2 separate regions of the Hordeum vulgare genome follow, and region 1 is linked to region 2. Evidence: chromatin contacts called from public Hi-C data. All regions are on one chromosome and are shown on one strand. Each heading gives the region's core, a stretch centred on a gene start, on an enhancer-like site or on the middle of the called end of the contact. The rest is flanking DNA. Distances are from core to core; before and after follow the strand shown.

Region 1 (5,979 bases), core at 1,943-4,442, 200 kb before region 2:
CAAATATCATATCACCAATGTGAAACAGGCAAATGGCATAGCTATAAATCTGTATAAACAAAGAACATACACAGCAAATGAGAGGGAACAACATACAAATAAAACTATGACTTGATATATCCATAACGATGAAAAATAATCAAATTCAATGTGGCATGTGGTAGAAGAGGAACAAAAGAGCTTCCATGAAGCACGTGAAATATGATGTATTTATTTATGCGACCGCTAAACATGGCATCATTCTCATCTACGAGCAGACACAAACAAATGCACAAAAAAGGGAAGGGTCCTAAGTCAGCAGTCAGCAGAGGAGCTAGAGGGAGAACCTGTCTAACAGAACTGGGAGAGTATTAAGGAGAAGGTAACTGAAAAGAAGGCAGGTCGATGAACAAGGAAGGAAAGTGAAAGAGCACATCCAATAGAGAGGGGGCAGAACATCAGAGAAGGTAGGTGGGTGAAGGCATGAGGAAGAGAATGGAGAGCTGCTAATGAAGGGATGAGAAAGCATGGTGTCCAGAAAAGATCAAATATGTAGCCTGACAGGAGGGCGTTGCAGGTGGCCAGATGAGCAACAGCTAAGCAAAGTGTCGTAGAGAAAACCTGGATCCTCTCTTGTGCTTGAGAAATGGCAGTAAAAAAGGAAAGCAATATATTTTGTTTAAGAAGAGTTCAAGTGCCTGAACCTGCTTGCAGAAGATAAGCTTACCTGCTCAACGCATCACAATAGCATATCTAACCGGACAAGAATCTTATGTGTACAAAAGATCAGCTCCATCATGTCCACCACCAATGGATGTTTCTGCAAGCATAAAAGGTCAAACAACCAACGACATTCCAACAAAAAGCCAAACAGATACAAGGACATTTCAAGATATTTAGATACAGTTTGAGGCAGCATGAAGGAAAGATAAAAAAAACAGACCTCCTGTCAAATTTAATGAATATTCCAAAAAAAAAAGAGTAAAGACTGATTATCATAAAAATGAAAAAGACGCACACTCAGACTATTAGCTTGTCAGAAGAGACAGTTATCCAGAATTATTACGCTCATTCCCCGCCATATTGGAAATATAGAAATATAATCTTCGAGTAAATTTAGCCTAAAAGGAAATGAATTTATTAGTTTTCTCTGGTAGAAAATGACTTGCTACTCGCAGCAGTGACCCTCATAAAAGTGATAAAATGAAAAATCATTTGTATATTTCAAATAAATTCATCATTATGAGTTTAAGATTTGTAGAATGAGATAACAATATTGAATGGAAGAATCAGAGCTATCTTTAAGCTTCCAATGTATCTATTGAGTCATGTAGTTATCTTCAACTTCACAATATTATGTTGTCTTATTTTGAGAGAAAAACTGGACTGCAGCTATGCACTAAAACCATTCAGTTCCTGCAGATGTCAATACTCAGGCAAGAGTCAAATTTTGTTCAATTATAACACAAATAATTTGCAAATCTTGGTATTCATTGTTTTATTGTATGCATGGGTATTTATATAATAAAGTGATAAATACAGTTTGCTAGCTCTGACTTCATGGGTATTTATATAATAAAGTGATAAATACAGTTTGCTAGCTCTGACTTCAACCATAAACATTACTGAGTGAAGTTAACATTAGGCCAATGCCCACTGCCTGGCTACAGAACGTAAGATAAATACACATAACACTAAAAGATATTTTCTAGATCATAATCATTACATCCGTGGCATGCAAGCCTCAAAACAGAACACTGCATCGCTATATGTTGAAAGGTCATCAAGCCGCAAAAAAAACCTGATATGACACTACTTAAAATTGATAGCTTAACAAGAAAGTGTGTGCACGGTATTACATCAAACAATTATCAAAAAATAACTTGGTTTTATTATACCCATGGCATAAATTATGATATTACCTGCAGTATAGACACTTTCGAATGAGTGATAGTAAGTGATGATGTTGGTTCCCAAGACTTTCTCAAACTGTAGTGACTCAACCTGTAACATGACAAGACCGTCAATTGTCCACAAGAGAACCACATTATTTTCCTCAGCAAACCCTAGTATTATTTGGCTCCCCATTTCCTCTGCTTCCAAGTGAAGTAGCTGGTCATTTCCAATGGTTCTTCCCAACACCCATGAAGCAACACCATCAGAATTGGCCCTTCTGTTCCAAAATTGGGTGCTGAAGCCTGATAAAACGAGGAGACCAATTCCACCGCCATCTGCCCGTATCAGCGACAACTGAAAAAACCTGAGGTCATTTACTGGCATAGGTATCACAGTTAGTCTTTGCCTATCCATATCAAATTCAAGGATCCCAACCGAACTCCCAGCAAGCAACCAGTAAAGAGAACCCCCAGCCAGCACAGCAGGCTGGGTCATAGAAATCATGGTGCGATCCTCAGATTGAAGCGGTGTTGTGATAAGAATGCCCCATATACCGGATTCCGACGAGTAAACGTAGGCAACCGCTTGCGTAATTTGTCTCTCACTGCTGCCAACCAAGGCCACCTGGAAGTGGTTGACGTCTCCGGCAGAGCGAAGCACCGCCCCGCTGATGGAATATTCATCCATGTCGAACCCTGGGGGGAAGGCAATGCGGTGCTGCTCGCCGGTGACGGGGTCCCACACAAGGAGCTCGAGACGCTTCCCAAGGAAGACGAGCACGAGGCCATGGCGGCATCCGAAGGAGACGAAGTGTCCGTCACGATCTTCATGTTGCAAGGAGAAGCGTTCGGGCGAGACACGATCCGGGGCCTTGAGGGAAGGTACGAAGGAGAACCCGTTGTCTACTTGGAAGAAACCGAGGAGGGGAGGGTTGCGGCGGTGGCGGCGGCAGAAGCCTGGATCGGAGACGATGCCGCGCCAGCGCTTGCAGACGAGGGATGCGCGGGGGAGGGAGGACGGCTGTGGGGGGAGGCGGAGGAGGATCTCGGAGAGGAGGTCGTCGTCCTCCAGCGGCGGCAACGCCGGCGAGGGGTCGTGGCGGCGGAGGCTACTCATCTCGGCCTAGGCGCCGACGCGATGCCGGATTTTTTCTACAGTAGAAATGGTGGGGGTATGTGTAGACGGTTAGAAATTTAGGGTTTGTGGTCTACCCCTATTCCTCTACGCTTATCTGTGGTGCCGCTCACAATCGCATATCTGAGGCTAGGGGGTAGGGACCTTCTTATACTGCGTTTCCAAAGAGTCCACCTCTTTTACAGTTATAAGATTCCTAGTCTTTAAACTAGTTTCCGGATAGAGTCCAGATCAAACTACCAACCACGATATAATTTGTCTGTTAGCGGATCCTATCCGTCGAGTCCCCGAAGCACGCGCTTGTGAGCAACGCATCATAACAGAGTATAAATTCCTCTAATTATGTAGATCAATATTAGGGCCGTAATCTAATTACACGATCTAGCTTCTTCCAATTATCAGCGTACCCGGGTAGTCTTTCCAATATATAAAATATATTGTATTCCGCTGATAATTGACCAGCTTCCTAAAGTATATACTTAAGTATTCCAACAAGTAATAATTCCATGATAATCATGTAAAGTAATTTCATGTATAAATACATGTATGATTCCATACTGAGGTATTTCAAATATTAGCAATTCCTATTATTTGAATATAGTTGCAGGACCCGTAATTCCAACATAGACTCGATCTGAGTCTGTTCGTTGTTGCTGCCTGGGCGCCCCATGCCGCGCCTGCCTGCTTGCCGTTGCATGCACGCGTTTGCCCCGCGTTGCTGCTCGCCTGCCCTGCGCAACATCAGCCGCTCGCTCGCTGCTGCTTGGGCGCCTCGTGCCGTGCTTGCCCCTAGCCGCGCCAGCCGCCCGCTCACGCTTGCCCTTACCTGCTCGCGTCGTCCGCCACGCGCGTTGCTGTTGCTGGCATCTGCCCCGTGCTGTGTTGCTGCTTGCGCCGCCCACCCCGGGCGCGTTGCGTGCTCGCCAGCCTGCTCGCGCCTGCGAGCCTCGCCGACCGCTTGCGCCAGCGCGTCCTGCTGCTTGCCTGCCCGCGGACGGATCCGTGGGCAGGCAGACTACGACAGGGCACTGCATCGGTGGCCTCAACGGAGCGGCGGCGTCTTCTCTCTGGTCGCACGGGTCGTGAAGTAAGTGCCATGTGTCTCTATTTTCTGAGACCAACCAGGACACGGGCGGACGTGAGCGTCCGTTTCTGTCCGTCCGCGAGCATTTGTGGCGCAAGTTTGGAAAACCAACTGCGAGAGTTGTTCATTTGGGCTTTCCGTTGGGTCTACGTTTTTCCCAAACGAACACGGACAAACAAGGATGGGGTCGCGGGTTGGAGTTGACCTCAAGTCTACAATGGATGAGAATGGTGTTTTGTCACTCAACCTCCATGAAGACCGACATTTAAAAAAATAAATATCAAAATTTCGGTTTTAAAAAATCAGGAAAAATTATACAACTAAATAAGGTTGTGATCCATGTCTGTGTAAAATTTCAAGCCAAATTATTTTGAAACACGACATGTAAAAAGACAAATTCATAATATAGAATGATAAATAGTATCATGTGTTAAAAAGCTTTAGATTTGACCTTTTTGTATAACATCCGTCTTAAGGTATTTAGCTCTAAAAATTTACACACTTGTATATTATGTATTCATCTATCTATGTATTCTTTTTAGAATTTTTTAAACGTTAAATACGAATTTTCACAGGAATTTAAAGTTTGCATTTGAAGGCCTTCATGCAGCTCGGCCTCCAAAAGCTATTTCCGACAATGGATGTACATTTTACCCTAAAAAGCACATTCTACATTTTGTATCACATATACATGTAGGTGCGTTATATATACTAGCACAATGCCCGTGTGTTGCAACGGGAAGAAAATATTTATTTTTTTATGCGTAAAATACAATTATTTTATAGGCAAGACTCTTCGCATTTTAGTATGGATTTTAAACAAACAACTTCGAATTTAAACATTAAACTGTGCAACTAAAGCTCATTTTTGTCTTTGTGTGTCCGAAACACCCACCTCTCAAACGTGATGATCTTGGGTCGAGATATAGTAGTATCTTGATAATCCGTCCATGCATAACCTTTCTGCCCAACACCTACGAAAAATAGTAGGCACGATAGAAAAAACATATTAAAAGAGAAGATGAGAAAAAAAAATGGTGGAAAAGCGAGCTCGGTGGCGTGGAGTCGCACCAATGATCTTTTTTTAAGATTTCAGGACTGCCTCACCTATAGCCGATGGGGAGGAAGATGAGCGCGGCTGAACGCGCAGTTGCCTAGGGAGCGACATACGATTTCGGTAGCGAGGAGTTTCGAGGCTTGATATATTGACTGGTGTTAATTTATATAGTTATGGATCGGGCCGTGATGCTTCGAGGCTCGTGCAGAGTCCTTGTTCGAAACTGGTCAAGCGAGGCGAGATCATGCGGTGAACGACGCTCGTTTTGAATTATTATTAGGTGCCCTTGGGCCGGGTGCGCTTGTGTCGTTCATGAACAAAATGGTTTTGAATTACGGGTTGAATAACAAAAATTACAGGTTTTTATTTATAAAAATATCGTGATAGGTTTTCCGACAGAAGCAATAGCCTATTTATTATTAGGTATAGATTCTTTAAATTTACCATGCAAATATATATATTCTTTAAATTCTTTGGAATGAGTAATTTTATTTTCAAGCTACATGAAAAAATATGGATCCATAACAACAAATAGTAAGTCCAATTCTTATTCACATATTTGATCAAACGTACACTCGGTAGGAGGACCACGATATCTTCCGCTAAAGGCTTCAACTGCAATACAAAGTCTATGCTTCATCCTAGCCCATTCCACGACCGCGGTATTGGTGGTGAAGAAAACTAAACCTTTTTATTTGTTAACACTTCACCCATAGCAATCAACGTATATTTGCAATATTTGATACAACCTATCTGCACTTTAATCAGCTGCACTAATGAAGATGAGATTATCATCGATAAAAAGTAGATGATTCACCATGACGATCTG
Region 2 (5,869 bases), core at 1,624-4,123:
AGCCTCATCACTGAAACCAGCTTGCTACATTATGGAGTTGCACATGTCAGGGTGGACGTAGAAGGACTTGCTCTCCCTAATGACGGTTGCCACCTACTTTATGGCCTCAGTCATGCTGGTGAATACACTGATCTCCTCCTCCATTAGGACGCCCATCTTACTATTCCTATCAACCACAGGGAAGTGCTCATAGGGCTTGTTAGGGCCATCAAGGACTACCTGTGCGTCCTGGGTATCCGGGAACTCCGACATGGACGAACCGAGAGGCTCACCTGAGCCCATGGCATGCTTGCCGGTTGCCAGCCCGAAGGAGAAGATGTGTTGCATCTGGTTGTAGTTATGGATGGGTTTGTTGAGGAAGTCAGCGTCATTGGGGTGGTCCTAATAAAGAAACACATCATTATTAGTTGCGAGTAGGTAATGGTTGACAGTGTGGAAAAACAAGGGGTGTGTGAGCTAACCGTTGTGTGGCCAGTGTAGTGCCCTCCCTTCAGAACGATCGATCAAGTGTTCTCATCCCATGAGGCACCGCTAAGATCTCTCAGCTTGGACACTTGGATCCACCGAGCTCTCCACTTCCTAAGGTGGTTGTACACCTGACTGAAGGTCACCTCCTGGCCACAGAACTCAAACACCTACTACGCAACGGTGTTCAAGTGCACCTCCTTGAAGCCCTTGTCAGTCCTAACCCCTCTAGATATGAGTTTCATATCTTGTTAAGCACGAACCTGGACATGAATGGTTGCCACTTCATGTTTTTTCCCCTACCATCCTTCTTTGCGTTGTGGCTGTTGTCAGTGCAGCAGCAACAACAACAACACCAGTTGGCTCAACGAGCATAACTGGCACACAAATAGAACCACCACCTAAAACCTCAAACACATCTGAATCAGCTGGCATGTGCTCATCGAGGGGTACTAGGAGTCCTTGACATAGGATGTAGCGAACTGGCTCTCGGACATGACAATGGTCTGACTAAGATCTTGCCTCCGCGTGATAATGTCCTACAAATTGTAGCACACATTAACAGTAAGCATATCACATACTATTGGACGATGTACGATATGAGCAAGGTAGCACACAGTACTCGATGATTATGATATGAGCAACATACATCACTATCCTACTACTCTAGCATGCTACAAATCCACCACCAATAATTACCACAACAACACAATCTACCATATGCTCATAGATCGGCACACGAATCAACCCTACCACATGCTTGAACATCAAACCCTGCCACCACATGCTCTCAGATCTGTACACAACGAACAAACAGAAATGGGTGATTGAACTCACGGAGGCCATGACTGCAGCTCAAGGGAGACACGAGAATGGTCGGAGAAGGTGAACACACGAGTCGCCGTCGTCATGGACCGTCGACCGAAGAAGGAGCGCAACTTACCTGCTCGTCCGCGCCGATGTGTGCCTGAGGGAAAACTCGAAATGGGGGAGAAGGGTGGCGAAAGTTTAGACGGCGAGGCGAAGGAGCGAAATAGGGGCGATTGAATTGGCGGGAGGTGAGCCAAAATCCTCGTGTCGACTTTTTGAAGACGCATGCGAAATCTCGTCATCTCATTGGTCGCACGAATGTAGCGGCACGTTCCCCTCCCTCCTTCGGTCGGGCCTCGCCCTTTAAAAACTGTCAATTCAGACGTATAACGGTTTTGGCTCAGAGATGCTTAAAGTTCGCGCAATGCGAACCAAACGGTATGAACACCAAACATGATGTATTCTCCCCGGACGAGACTGATTGGGCCTAATACGAGCTACCAACACACCCTAAACTGATCTTTTCGCGCAAGTTATTATACTTCGATGTATTTATCTAAAAAGAGAAATATTAAAACCTGCCATTGGACATTAAGAAGTACTCCCTCCGTTTCTAAATATAAGTCTTTTTAAAGATTTCACTATAGGGCTACATACGAAGCAAAATGAATGAATCTATACTCTAAAGCATGTCTATATACATCTGTATGTAGTTCTTTTAGTGAAACCTCTTAAGAGCATCTCCAATAGCCGCGCTTCGCGCCGCGTCCAAAAAATGCGTTTGCCGCGCGCGCTTCGGCTGGTTTAGCGCTGGCTACAACAGCCACGCTATAATGCAGCGCGCGCGCCGCTCCAGCAGTGCCCAAAAATGCAGCGCGCACAGCACGCACAAACCTTGCGGGCGCGGCGCGGCAGCGAGCTCTCGGGCGCTGTTCCTCGGACGTCGGAGGCGCGCGAGGGCCGGCCGGACTAGGAGGAGGTGGGGCGGAAGCGCGGCGGCGCGGGGAGGCCGGGGAAGCGCTTGAACGGTCGCCGGGGGGCGCGGGCGGCGCCCGCAGCGGAGACAGGCCGGGGAAGCGCCTGAGTGGTCGCCGGCGGGCGCGGGCGGCGACGACGGCGCGGGGATAGGCCGGGGAAGCGCTGAAGGTCGCCCGGGGCGCGGCCGGATGGGGGAGCGAGAGCGGAGGAGCGAGCGCGCGAGAGCGGAGGAGCGAGCACGGAAGAGTCGCGCGCGCGGGAGCCGGCGCAGCAAATAAGGGGCGCATGATTGCGTTTCGGCCAGCGCGCTGAACTGGAAATGACGCGCGCGCCCGTTTTTGCGCGTCCGTTGGAGCTGCCCGCCGCGTTGCGCGCGCGCTAAAACTGCCTTTTTTGCGACGCGGCGTTTGTATAGTGCGCATGTTAAAGATGCTCTAAAAGACTTATATTTAGGAACGAAGGGAGTAGGTTCTTGTCAGTGTGTGCTGTGAGGAATACAAGAACTGCTGACACGTTAAAACGGAAAATTCCCGTGACAGGAACGTGACGCCGGAACATTTTGTATTCCATTCCTGTCAGCGGCGACACCACCAACACCAGCCAGCCCACCGAAAAAGAAGACAAATTCCATCTCGCGCTGCATCTTATCACCTTCCTTGCCCCTCCACGACCGCAAGGGCCGCCCACCTCCGTCCCGCGCCGCTTCCAAAACTCCAAATCGGAATCTCCTCCCTCCCTCCCCGCGACAGCCCGGCACACGCGCACCCGGCCGTGATCCGCCACCTTGGGCCGCCGCGCCAGCCGTCATGCAAGGTACAGCAAGTCCTGACCGAGAATTCGCTTCCTTTCTCGATGCAGCTGGTTTCTTGGCCTGTGTCTCCGGTGTGCATTCTTCTCCGTTCTTCCCCAGCCCTCCGCGAGGTCGGGTTTCTCGAGGTGGGCTGTTGACTGTCAGTTATCGCAGTCGATCTTGGGATGGGGTTCTCGTTGCCGAATTGGGAGCCGTTGGGAGGTGGAGTGGAGATGGTATAGATTTGAGACCTGGGAATGGTTTCTGTGCAATGGCCGTATCATTGTATGCCCTGTCATCATGCGCCATTTCTCGTTTGTTGGCGATAGATTTGCGCGAACCTAACTTGTAGTGTGCTCCATGGGTGGATCATACGAAGCAGCACAGGTGGTTGCTTATTTTATTCAATTATTATCTTATTATAAAGAATTCACCTGCTGCTTATTTTATGAGAAAAGCATGTGCTTCCTGGACGTGTTTTAATTCGTACCACCTTGTGTGTGACATTTTGAAAAGAATTATCATAAATTGTGATAATTATTGCTGGTGGTTGAATAAAGTGCCATAGATTATCTATGGCGGCCACGGGGGTTGGGCTACTTCTGCTGCCGTGCAGGTATGATTGGGGTTTTGCAGTTGTCGCTTGTGACTTCTGATGTCTGTCGTACAATGATTGGGTTTCTTATATGGAGGGCTCGAGATGTCTTGATGATAAGTTCGAGTTGGGAAACTATATATGTTCTTGTTGGTGATCCATGGCACTTATATCTGAGTGTCTTAGGTTCTTGTCTCTGCTATTTTCATTCTGTTTCATCTCCATTGCTATTTTCCACATCTGTTACGTGCTAATTTGGGCAGTTGCGCTCTTGATATTTTGGCCTATCAAAGTATCATGCTGATGCACAGTCTTTCTGTTGCTATTTGGGCTTGTTGTATGTGCCTGATTTTGCTCCTCTGTTTGATGATGATTCTTGACATCTTGATTTTCTTCAGGAACTTTTTAGCTTCCTATGGAACTGTAATGGGAGCTTGAGATTTGATGCACTGGAATGTTGTTAACAAGGTTCACAGCTACTTGAACTGTGGTATCCATTCTACATCGCAGGTATATGTTTCACTGTTAGCAGATGTGTCCGTCGGTGTAAGTGTCATTCAGAATGACCTGATTAATTTCCAGTACTTAACTGTTCTATTATGTTTCCATTTTGATGATATGCAGATTTCTTTCCTTGCCAAGATGGGAGTTTACCTCAGTACTCCAAAGACCGATAAGCTATCTGAAGACGGGGAAAATGATAAACTCAAATTTGGTCTTTCATCTATGCAAGGGTGGCGTGCAAGCATGGAAGATGCTGTGAGTTTTCCACTTCAAGGCTATTCTAATTGTTTAATGTCACTTAACAACACTGAACATTGAGTCTGTTTTTTCTATAACGTGTACCTTGATGCCCGTTGTTGTGTATTAGAAGAAAAACGTCAATAAGGATTATAAAGTACAAACAACCAGTGGTGGGAACGACCAAACGAAAACAAAGACAAAAAAAAGAGTAAACCAAAACAACATTGAGCTCATGAAAGTGGTTTTTCTACTCCAACGGACATTGCACCCACATGATGCACCCATGACCGAAAACATAGCAAATAAAATTTAAAAAAAAACCCAGAAACTTTGTGGCTTCGATTATGACCAAATGCTTTAGGTGCTTGCAAAATTCAGTGGCCAGATGAAATCTGAGGAGCTCTGTGCAAGAAAAACAAAATTTGTGCTCAAACACATGTCCACTGTTTGGGCAGAATTTGTATTTCGTCTGTGTGGAGATCATTTGACGTTATTTGGCCACCAAACTTTCCAAGCACCTAAAATATTTGTTCATAATCAATGCCACGAAGTTTCAGATTTTGTTTGCTACTTGTTTTGATTTTACTGGTCATCATGGGGTGCAATGAACTTGGGTGTAGCTACTACTTTTCCTTGAGCTCATTTCTTAATAGAAACCTTGTTGTCATGATCCAACTTCCTTATCATGATCATACTTACTACCTGAAAGTAATGCTGATACTTTGAAGCTGGTGGGGCCACACATTCTAGTTTTGACTTTGACTAGTGCTTCTATGCTCTCTCCCAGCTAGTGTAAAGCCGGCACTGTAGAACACATTAAACTAAATGCTTGGTTCGCAACCACCCCTGCCTGTGACATAATGTTGCTACAGGATTTGTCCAATCTAGTTCCTGAGAGCTGTACAAAACATTAAACTGAATGCCTGATTCGCAACCACTAACTGCTCCTCCAGTTATTTTATGTGGCTTCACGATTTGTCCAATCTAGGTCCCGAGAGAGCATAGAAGCACTGTTATTTATCTTCCACGGCAACTTGGTGTGGACTTCGTGGGCGCATGAAACATTTGATGTATTATTTATTTTCACCATAAAAGAGATGCCCATTTCCAATATCCAAACTTGTTCATTTAATGAATTGACAAAGAATAGGTGTGCTATTGTTTTATTTTATTTTGTCATAGTTTCAGGCTTTCAGTTTAATAACAATCATTATCGGATGCATAAGCTCTTGTTTATTAATCTTTCCAGATTCTAGTGAATCAATGTTGCAGTAATAGTAGTGATGCTTTCGATATGTGCTGCTGCTTTAGCACAGTGATCTGACCTATTTTTCTGTTGCACAATAAAGCATGGTTGATCACTTGCAAATGCTGCAATTTTGTTGATATGTAAACTAAACATGTTTCTGAAATATTGCAAAAGAATAACATATTTCTGAAATCTTTCTCTCATGTACTGTTTAATGTCCTGTATAATTTTTCAGCAT

What was found. Hi-C and Micro-C count contacts between places; a contact is called where the count stands out from the background.
Region 1: a Hi-C map of leaf shows a contact between it and region 2, with 2.1 times the contacts expected there. The contact joins the promoter of LOC123401488 here to the promoter of LOC123403130 in region 2. A contact is called at or near these places in 5 of 6 Hi-C or Micro-C datasets (leaf and seedling) and 1 of 1 datasets of contacts at active chromatin or transcription factors (embryo).

Annotation. Positions count from the first base shown.
Region 1 is chr6H:115,642,942-115,648,920 of MorexV3_pseudomolecules_assembly, reverse strand. LOC123401488 (putative F-box protein At3g16210) reads right to left here and starts at 3,192. Exons shown (of 2, transcript XM_045095311.1): 1 at 1,902-3,192; 2 at 1-1,100. The coding sequence starts at 2,991. The coding sequence ends at 1,096.
Region 2 is chr6H:115,446,748-115,452,616 of MorexV3_pseudomolecules_assembly, reverse strand. LOC123403130 (probable protein phosphatase 2C 11) reads left to right here and starts at 2,873. Exons shown (of 12, transcript XM_045097092.1): 1 at 2,873-3,066; 2 at 4,037-4,148; 3 at 4,263-4,397; 4 at 5,867-5,869. The coding sequence starts at 4,083.